Linked DNA regions of Mus musculus: all the other regions are linked to region 2. Evidence: chromatin contacts called from public promoter capture Hi-C data. All regions are on one chromosome and are shown on one strand. Each heading gives the region's core, a stretch centred on a gene start, on an enhancer-like site or on the middle of the called end of the contact. The rest is flanking DNA. Distances are from core to core; before and after follow the strand shown.

Evidence for each region. Promoter capture Hi-C pulls out the DNA fragments that hold promoters and counts their contacts.
Region 1: a contact with region 2 is called in a promoter capture Hi-C map of hippocampal neurons, with 4 times the contacts expected there. The contact joins the enhancer-like site here to the promoter of Spcs3 in region 2. A contact is called at or near these places in 3 of 39 promoter capture datasets (cranial neural crest, hippocampal neurons and pre-B cells) and 3 of 115 datasets of contacts at active chromatin or transcription factors (microglia, pro-B cells and stem cell-derived neural progenitor cells).
Region 3: a contact with region 2 is called in a promoter capture Hi-C map of stem cell-derived epiblast-like cells, with 3 times the contacts expected there. The contact joins the promoter of Glra3 here to the promoter of Spcs3 in region 2. A contact is called at or near these places in 3 of 39 promoter capture datasets (the C10 cell line, frontonasal cranial neural crest and stem cell-derived epiblast-like cells).

What each region holds. Positions count from the first base shown.
Region 1 is chr8:56,512,757-56,516,071 of GRCm38.p6, reverse strand. No RefSeq gene overlaps it. Among named protein-coding and RNA genes, the nearest start is that of Gm24375, 7.1 kb to the left of the region's middle. Within about 2 kb of position 1,746, at least 4 of the 459 cell types and tissues checked have an H3K27ac peak or open chromatin away from gene starts, as enhancers often do. A contact at or near this core is called in hippocampal neurons, where this site is marked.
Region 2 is chr8:54,528,468-54,531,745 of GRCm38.p6, reverse strand. It overlaps Spcs3 (signal peptidase complex subunit 3 homolog (S. cerevisiae)), which reads left to right and starts at 1,748. Exons shown (of 5, transcript NM_029701.1): 1 at 1,748-1,983. The coding sequence starts at 1,841.
Region 3 is chr8:55,938,734-55,941,697 of GRCm38.p6, reverse strand. Glra3 (glycine receptor, alpha 3 subunit) reads right to left here and starts at 1,280. Exons shown (of 10, transcript NM_080438.3): 1 at 724-1,280. The coding sequence starts at 794.

The DNA of each region.
Region 1 (3,315 bases), core at 497-2,996, 2.0 Mb before region 2:
ACTAAATTGGCAAAAGCCTCCAACAAAGGTCATGTGTTAGTCACAACTACTTACTCTTGTGGTTCACATGTTTGCGCAGTACACAGGTTTAGAATCCAAGCATGCCTTTGGGTAAAGGGAAATTATCCTCAGAGTTGACCATATCCAGTAAATCATGACTGAAGCAACCGTTTCTTCCTTCCTGGAATTCTGGTCTTGAATATTTGAAGACAACCTTGACTGTTTGTTAACACAAACAACCCACCAGTGTCTTGAGTTGACACTTCTTGCCCAGGACAGAGAACTTCTTTAAAATTAACCAATGATAGAAAACTGACTTCACTGGGCAAAATGGACATTTGTATTCATAGAATAATTTAGATAAGACAAGACTTATACAAAGAAGGCAGAAATCACTTCCAGGGAGTTTTTTTTTTTTCCAGAAAAAAGTTATAATCTTTTATTCTCACAGGCATAAATAAATTTTTTGTATCTATTGATGGTGACAACAGTGTGTATGGTTAATTGGAAATTTTAACTTAAAAGGATGGATTGGTCCAACACCATTTTAGACCTTTTTTTCATTACTATAGACAGTCTGACTCTGTGGTCTGGCAGATGCCCTGTGCTTATTTATCTAGTGTGCATACCTTTCCACAGCTGGATTTTCAAATATGATTATAAAGTTCACATGATAGAACTATCCTGGAAATAAATATGTCAGCAAACTTGCCTTTATTTTATGCATTTATTCTGGATGTCACCTACCTTGGTACAAACATTGACTACAGTTTATGACATTTGGCCAAAACTGTTCAATATAGAGAGCATCACTGGGGATTATGGAGGTAATTTAAAAACACCTGGGTTTAATATTTATATCCGTGCCTTAAGTCCAAAAGCCTTGCTTTTTATAGTCCTTTGGGGGAAAGATGGGGACTACATTAACACTTGTCAGCATAACAGATAATGCAGTACTGAGACAAACTTGTAAAAATTTTGAAAGGTATACACAAGACATGAAAAGAATATTCGAAGGGTCAGCATTTCAACAGGATTTATATAGGCTTAGAAATCTATCATTTAGTCTTTACTTTTAGAAACATACTTTAGCGTTTGGGGACGTAAAGCAAACGTTCATTGGAATACATTTTAAATCTTACAATTAAACGAGTATCACTATTTTGAGCCAAGTTCTCATGTAGCCCAGGATGGCTTTGAACTCACTAGCTAGTGGGGAATGGCTTTGAAGGCCTGATTCTCTTGCTACCACCTCCCAAGTGCTGGGATTGCAGGTTTGTACCATGCTTTTGCACTGCTTTGTGGTAGAATCTAGTTAAAAATTCTAATTAGTGTGAGAGTAGCCAACTCCCATCTGATTGGAATTAAAGCCTGCTCTGTGAGTAGGTGGCCCAGAACCCAAGCACAAAGATGCAATGGTCCCAGGGGAAAACCAAATACTACCTTCCTGCTGATGGAATACGGTGATAAAATGACTCCTAACGGCATTCTGCTGTTCTCATAGATCAGTCTATTGCTCAGCTACCACCAGAGACGCTTCTTCCTGCAGGAGACGAGAGCAAATACAAAGAAAGACCCACAACTGGTCCATGTGCAGAAAGTGAGAGTCCTTGGAACACTCAGTCCTAAACAGGACACTCTCCATCAAATCCCTCTTCTCAGAGCTCAGGAAAGAGAAGGCAGCAAATTGAAAGAGCCAATAATAACGATGATAACAGTGAAAATCACCAAGGAAACCAGGCCTCCTAGACACAGCAAGGCTGACACACAGCTGAATTCATAGATACTGCCGCAGCAGGTCTAAGCCACATGGGGTCTCAGCTCTGATAGGAGAAGTAGACACATGCCCCTATCCCTGACCCAGAAGCTATTTCCAGTTCATAACTGCTTGCAAGGCAGAGATGGTTTTCCCTGGCAGAATCTGACTAGATTCTCAAACCACACTTAAAGGAAGGCCCAACATTAGATGGCCAACACAAAGCAAACCCAAAGGAATTCTTGGCAGTTTTTGTTTTATATTATCTTGTTTTGTTTTGTTGTTGGTATTGTTGATGTTGTTGTTTTGTCTCCCCACCCCCCACCCTTACAGAATTTCTGGTCAGGTATTATGGTTTCTGGCTTTCTTGAAACATGTGTTTTCTATGTGTACAAATGTATCTCAGGGTCTGTAAGAGTTTTTCCTTTGATTTTTTTTCTGTTTGTTTTGCCCTGGTCTCGTTTGTTTTTGTTGTTGTTGTTGTTGTTGCATCATCATCATCCAACGGGATTTTTCACCTCATCAGAAATGTCTCTGAGTGAGACTCCAGAGGTGTCGTGGGTGAGAAAAGCTTTGGATATATGAGACTATATTTCTGGAAAAACTAATGTAAATCAAATAAGCAGAAAGAGACACAAAATAACATTTCCTCCCTTCAATTCTACACCCATCTTTTTGAGCAAGCCTGGGTTTATTTCATCCAAAACTAGTCTGATTCACTAATATCTATACTTTTTCAACTATCAAAAATTCTTTTGTGGTGACTGCTGTAATTTTGAATTCCAGATGACTGTTTTCCTGGGGACATCTACCCATGGATTCAGTTCAAACCTAAATCAAAACTTTTAAGTTCTCCTCTTCTTTTGATTATAAGTGAAGGCTTTAATTTCTGTCTCTCTTTTTCAAATTTTACAGCAAATAATGGGAGAAGTTATTCCACAGGATCCACTGCCTGGAGATTCCTCAAGCAAACAATTGAATTTCACTCTTAAATTCTGCCATTGACCTTGGCTCAGAGAGCAGAATCTCCTTCTCACATTATTAGTAAGTAGGGTGAGTGGGTGGGCACATGCATGTCAGTTGGAGGACAACCTGCAGGTGTCACTTCTCAACCTTGAGTTCCAGGGACTGTCCTCAGCTGCTCAGTCTTCAGCAAGTGCTTTTAGCCTTAACCAAGCCAGCCTGCCCTCCCTCAGCAAAGTCTTTAGCCACTTGCTAGGAAAGGTGGCTTTCCCGCCTGTTCCAATACCATTTAGTTAATTTCTGTGATGGATCATTACAGTTGCTAAATGTTGCCTGCTAGGCATAGAGGCTCATCCCTGTAATCCTAGCAATTGGGAAGTGGAAGTGGGAGGCAGGAGTCTCAGAGAACTTCGCAGGTATGTAGTGTGTTTGACAGCAACCTGGGCTGCATGGGTCTTTGTCTCAACTCTGACCAATCTCATACAAAAACAGAAGAAGAAATAAAGAATTTATTATGCTAATGTCCTGTTCGTATCCACTTAGACAATCTTCATTTGGCATTATTAGTTCCAGGTCAAGAAACAGTTCAACTAGAT
Region 2 (3,278 bases), core at 499-2,998:
GTGGGTCCCCAAGACTTGGAGAAGAGGGAGTCTAAACCTAGTGAGCTGTGTGACCTTGCCCCCAAGTTATTTCATTGGTGAATAAAGATACTGACAGCCAATAGCTGGGCAGAAGAGACATAAGCAGGTTTTATGGTTCTCGGGCTCTGGGGGAGGGGGTGTTGTTGTTGTTGGGAGAAGCACAAGCAGAGAGAAGAGGAAAGGAGGAAGAGAAAGTTAACAAGGGTTAGGAGTCATGGCCCTGTGGGCTTGGAGTTACAAGCAGCCCACATGAAACATAGTAAGTAAAAACTCTGGGTTATTGATAGGAAAGTAGATTCTAATACCACAGAGGATGGATATCTGCCCAGCTTTTATGCTGCTTAGAGTTTAATATACATATAAAGGTTGTGTGTGTCTTTTTATCCAGGAACTGAATGATCAAAGGTGGGGTTAAGACCCCAATTGAGATTAAATATCTCCACAGCATCCAACAGGCCATTACTTTCCCAGGTACACTTCAGTCTTTTGTTTCACAGGTACTTCTTTACCTACTGGGAACAGATTATTGGGTGTGTCTTACATATACCTCTAAGTGTTCAGTATATTTCATAGCATGTATCCTGGCACTCATCATCTGTAACAAGAGGCATCCTTTCTCTAAGTTACTCTATAGTAATAATACTAGGTAGTGTGTGGGTTGATTTGTTCTGTCTCACCACATACATGGCTTCCTCATTTTGTCTCTAGCACTATGTAGCATCCCTCAGTATTTATACCTGTTTTATAATTTAAGCTGCTGCTTTGATTTTGATAACTTTACTCAGTTATAAACCTCAGTAGGGTTTATACAAAGTGATCAATATACTTTTGTGTCTCACTTGCAGCACAGTAACTATTTATTAAAACCTTCCTTCACTGAATACAGTGTGGCTACCCGAGAGATTGAATAACCAAGGTTTTAAACACATCTAAAGACCACTCTGACTATAACTGCTACATATTTCATTTATTGGCTCTATTCTATTTGAGCCAGGGTCTATTCTGTTACACTCTCCATTCGAGGCCTAGAATATGCACTAGGCAATTCTTAATGATCCTGCCTGTATGCTGTATGAAAATTAATTGCATGGTAATGACTGAGAGGAGTTTAATCAATATCAGTTTCTCATTAACACCGTTTCATGGTTTACAGCAGCTGTTGTACAACAACCTATTTTGGATAAGTGGAAATATTTGGGATTGTGGTATAAAACACGTAACTTAAGTAGAGGTTCGGTTCTCTGTTGAAAGCAAAGCAACAGGGATTTGACTAATTGTCTAGTGCGAAGGCTGCATACCAACACTGGTGTCCCTGACTGCTATTTAGGTGCCTGATTGATTTCATTTTTCCTCCTTTCCAAAAATGTCCAACTTTACCAGCTTTGATAGAGGTGAGCTGGGACCACGCGTTTTGAAAAGTGACTACCACAGAACAGTTAAGGGGCCGCTGTCCCTATAAACTTAACTGAAGGTCAACTCGCAAAATGCTACTTCCCTACCAAGCCACAGAGGCCATGGAACAACTGAGCAGTGGAGGAGGCGGGTCTCCCCCCACACCCCCGTGGCAAAGCCCAACCCCCGTGCTCTTTGATGATTGGCGGATTCACTGAAAGCACCGCCTTCCGGCGCGTGCACGGCCGCCCAGTGGGTGGGACCCAGAGGGTGTGGGAGCGTGCGCGCTCCCGTCGGAGGACCGGAAAGGGGGCGGGGCGGGACGTGCGCACCCGATGCGCGGGTGGGCGGGGACTGGTCGGCCGCGGGAAGCAGAGCCTGAAGTGCGAGTGTGGGAGCCGGGGCCCGGGAGGGAAAGGTCGCCACGATGAACACCGTCCTGTCGCGCGCGAACTCCCTGTTCGCCTTCTCGCTGAGCGTGATGGCGGCGCTCACCTTCGGCTGCTTCATCACCACCGCCTTCAAAGACAGGAGCGTCCCAGTGCGGCTGCACGTCTCGCGGATCATGCTGTGAGTGCGGCCGGCCGGCCGGCCCCGCCCGGGGCTGTGTGCGCGGTCCCCGAGGGCTTCGCCGCGGGCCGTCCACTCCGCGGACGCGCGTCCCGGGGCCCTCAGACCCCAGCCCTGCGCGGTCGTCTCCCGAGTGGCCTGGGTCAGCGCTCCCCTTCCTTCCTGTTCTGCACGTCCCTCACCCACCCGGGCCAATGAGGGAGCAACACAACAGCACACCCACACCCGCGCTTCCGCCCGGCGCCTCCCCGCCTGCAAGCGCGCGTGGGGACCTCAGCCAGTCCCCAGTCCCCCCTGGCCTGGGTGTCCATCCAGGCGCCTCGGTGGGTGGCTCTGGTGTCACGTCCAGCCCCAGTTGGTTCTCTTTGACAGTCCCTGAAGACGTCTGTCTGTCCCTCGTGGACACACTACTTGGCAGCTGCTGCCTTGAAGTTAGGATGTGCAGGATGCACAGGGGCGGTTTAAACATCCCAGTTTCTTGTTATTTTTAACGTCATTCTTTAGCCAGCAACCTGAATAAGTCTTAGGAGACATTAAAAATAGAATTTCGAAATGACTGTTCTTTTCCCGTACTGCCTGTTTTATTTATAGCATTTCCCTCCATTTTTCTGGCACTTTTATCTTTCACGCAGTGGTTTTAATTCCTGTATGCTCTGTGTGAACTGTCCTCTACAATCTGCCCGTTCTTTTAGCCTTGGTTTACTAATTTGTTTGTCAGAATCACCAGTAAGTGTCTCCTCTTACTACTGCTGCTGCTTTTGATTTTTCATTTTTATCCCCAACACTTTTTGTTAGGTACTATTGGTGATTTAAATAGACGTAGCTTAGATACCGGCCCTGCCATCACCTTCTGTGGTGACCTAGATAAACTTGAAACATATTAAACATTGTGATCTTAAACAGGTTTCTTGCAGTCGCAGGTGTTAACATTTGTTGTAAGTGAAGAAAGTCACTGGAAGGATTGTTGTATGGATTTCAGATAATTGTGGAAAGTGCATGTTGGCTCTGACATATGGCATGTGCTTATAATCAGGTGCTGCGTTCCAGATTATCTTGTGGCCTGCTCCGCATAAAGTATTTGTGTTTCCGTTTTTCTTTTTAGTTTTATTTTTTTCTCTTCCCTTGTGTTCTCTCAGGGCTCCTCGTTAGGCAGATGAAAACCACTGACTGCCTTCTCTTGTATTGAATTATAATATTTATTTTCAGACAAAAGCTTACTCTTAAGTTTACGATTTCGCTGTTAAACTTGGGTGTGACTTCTGCACACAAGGAGCCCTTCCTGTTTCAAGTTGTGT
Region 3 (2,964 bases), core at 31-2,530, 1.4 Mb before region 2:
CTAGCTTCCCCTAGTATCTTCTACATAACTGTGAAGAAAGGTAGAAAGACTTCCAAATAGCATTGAGACATAGGAAAAACTGTCATGGCATGACAATTTTACAAGTTAATAGTCTTCTTATACTGCTTTCTTCCAAAAGACAACTGTAGGCACAGAACATTTCTGATGATTTATTAATTATTTTGCCTTCATGCATTGCTGAATTAGGTCATTGCAAACTCGTACCTTAAAGTTTCTATTCTTTTACCTAATCAGTTCATATATGAAAATGACATTTCTCTAATCAAAAATTGTTTATGTTCTACAATATTATTTCTATTTTCATGATGGCCCTGTTTCTAATTTTGTTTTGTTTTGTGTTTTAAGAAATTAACGCCCAGAAATTATAATTCATCATTACCAAGAAAACTCTAATGAGAAATATGTGAGAAGCAAAATATCTGTTTTCTTTAAGTCATTAGGTTTGAAAGAGTAACGTGGGAAGAGCCCAACTACTCAAACACACACCCTCGGTGAAAAACAACAGGAAATTATATATCTCCAGATGTCTCAATAGATAGATTACTAGGCTCTTTGAAACAGATAATTACGATATAAAGTATTGTTTCAGTAAGTCAGAACACAGTCCTAGGTTTCTCAGCTTCCTCATTAACAAGTGGTTGCAGATTAACACATTGGTTTATTGAGCTCTCTTAATGAGATTGTTAATGCATGCGGACTTACCTCAGTAACAGTGCGGCTTCCCAGAAGTAAAATCCAGAAACTAGTGTCCGAAAGTGTCTCACGTGGGCCATGATACGGAAAGAGATCCACGATCCTGAAAGCAGTCTTATCCAAGGCATGGGGGACCAGAAAGACAGAAGTGAAAATGTGACATGTAACCCCTTGGGGCTGCTGGAGATAAACGCTTGAGGAGCTTCAGCACCTCAGACAGCTCCCGCAGGACTGAATCCCTCTTTCAAGCACTTGATGTTTTCCTGGACCCCTGCTCTGTGCACTGAGCAGAAAGATTCACAGGGCTACAGATATGCGAGTGATTTCACAGTGAAGCTACAGAAAAGCGTGAGACTGTGACGACGCGTCAGGAGTGCAGAGGTCCTGAGCAACAGTTCCCCCAAAGCTCTATCAGCAGAAAAGGACTCGCCTTTTCTTGGCTCTGACCCAGGCAGGGTTCGAAGAAGAACAGCAGCAGTCAAAATTGGGAATGCTGCTCCACTAGGTCCAAGAGCCAGAATCTCACTCTCCACCTTTGCATAAATCCCACGGAGCGGAGCGCGGCAAAGACAGGCGGGGGCGGGGCCAGAGGACTTGTCCTTCCCGCCAATCACAGCTGCACAGCAGGACAGAGTGACAGGCCTCTTACCAAGCAAGGGAATGCTCAGCCTTTCAGCCCCTAAAAAGGAGGGGCTGTGTTTCAGAATTGGTGCAGAGCCCACTAGGCTCCTAGAGAGAGTGGGGAAGGAATCCTTGGAGCTGAAAAGGGGAGATTCAGTGGTTTGCAGAATTAGAGGGCAGAACTACACGGGGAGGCTCCTTCCCTTTCAGAAAAAAAAGCACAATTTAGTAAAGACATATCTTTTCAGAGATGACTACTGTCTCATAGAGCTGGGAATGCAATGCACATGCCCAGCCAAACAAGTTGCTTCTACAAGCATCTCATGCTCAGAGCCAGCTTGCAGGCAGTTAATTGACTTTGGTGCTAATGAGGCTTCCAAAAAGACTAAGGGAAGAAGTCTCCTGAGACTGGAGAGACATCACTTAGACTCCCCCCACCCCCTCAGTTTTTAAATGATTGGCTCGGATGTTTTAAATGGAAGAACTAGCACGTAGTACTAACTGGTATATTTCTTCTTTCATCTTTTCAGAGCTCAGTCTCTCATCTCCACTCTGTGTGTGTGTGTGTGTGTGTGTGTGTGTGTGTGTGTGTGTGTGTGTGTGACCTAAAATAGAAAATAGAAAATCTTTATTTCCAGTTGGCCAGTATCAAAATGTTCATTTCTTTTGACTTTTTAAAAAAGTCCATTACGAATTTATTCTGAAAATGCTCCTTTCAACTCTTTAACTTTTTTCAACAACTAAGCTACATATTAAGAATACATTCTTAACGTGTCCCACAATCTTTTTCCTAGTTGAGTTAAAATTGTAATTTAATGGAAAACTAGATTTAGCTGGAAGTATACAAGGCATCCCTTACCAACCTGCTGAAATAAGTTACAGTGAATACTCTTATTTATGTCTTCTATTTAGTAGATCACATTAATTTCATTCAGTGAAAAATAAGTTTTCTGAATTCGTTTCTATATTTGTAGAAGACATGTTTTATGTGACTCTTTTCTGATTTAAATCATCAACTTACAGAAGACTCATAAGAAACACATCAGTTTTATACCTCCTAGAAGGTTCATAATGCTTTTTTTTTGTATCTATATTACATTTGTGTGTACATGTATGAATGCACACATGGATGATTGCATGGACTAATGTATGTCATGTTTGAAGGTTATAAGATAACGTGTGGACAGGCAATTCTGTCATTTCACATTGCGAGTTGGAGGGATCACACTTAGGTCTCTCGCCTGGCAGCAAATACATTTACCTGCTGCGACATCTCACTGCCTCTGAGAAGATATCCTCTTTGAAGAACCTGTTGAAAACTTACACTACACAGATGCTTCTCAGTTACTTATTCACTGATTAAAAATTACAGCGCATTGCCTTTTTGGGCATCCCTGGGAGGGGAGCACCTTGGTTCAGTAGAGGCTCAATGACCCAGGGTAGGGGCATTATAGGGTGGTGAGGAGTCGGTGGGTGTGTGAGTGGGAGAGCACCCTCATAGAGGCAGGGGGAGGGGATGGAGGGAATAGAAGGTTTGTAGAAGGACAATTGGGAAGGGGGATAACATTTGAAATGTCAACAAACAACCAATAAAAATACAATTTTTAAAAAGTACACACAATAAAAATA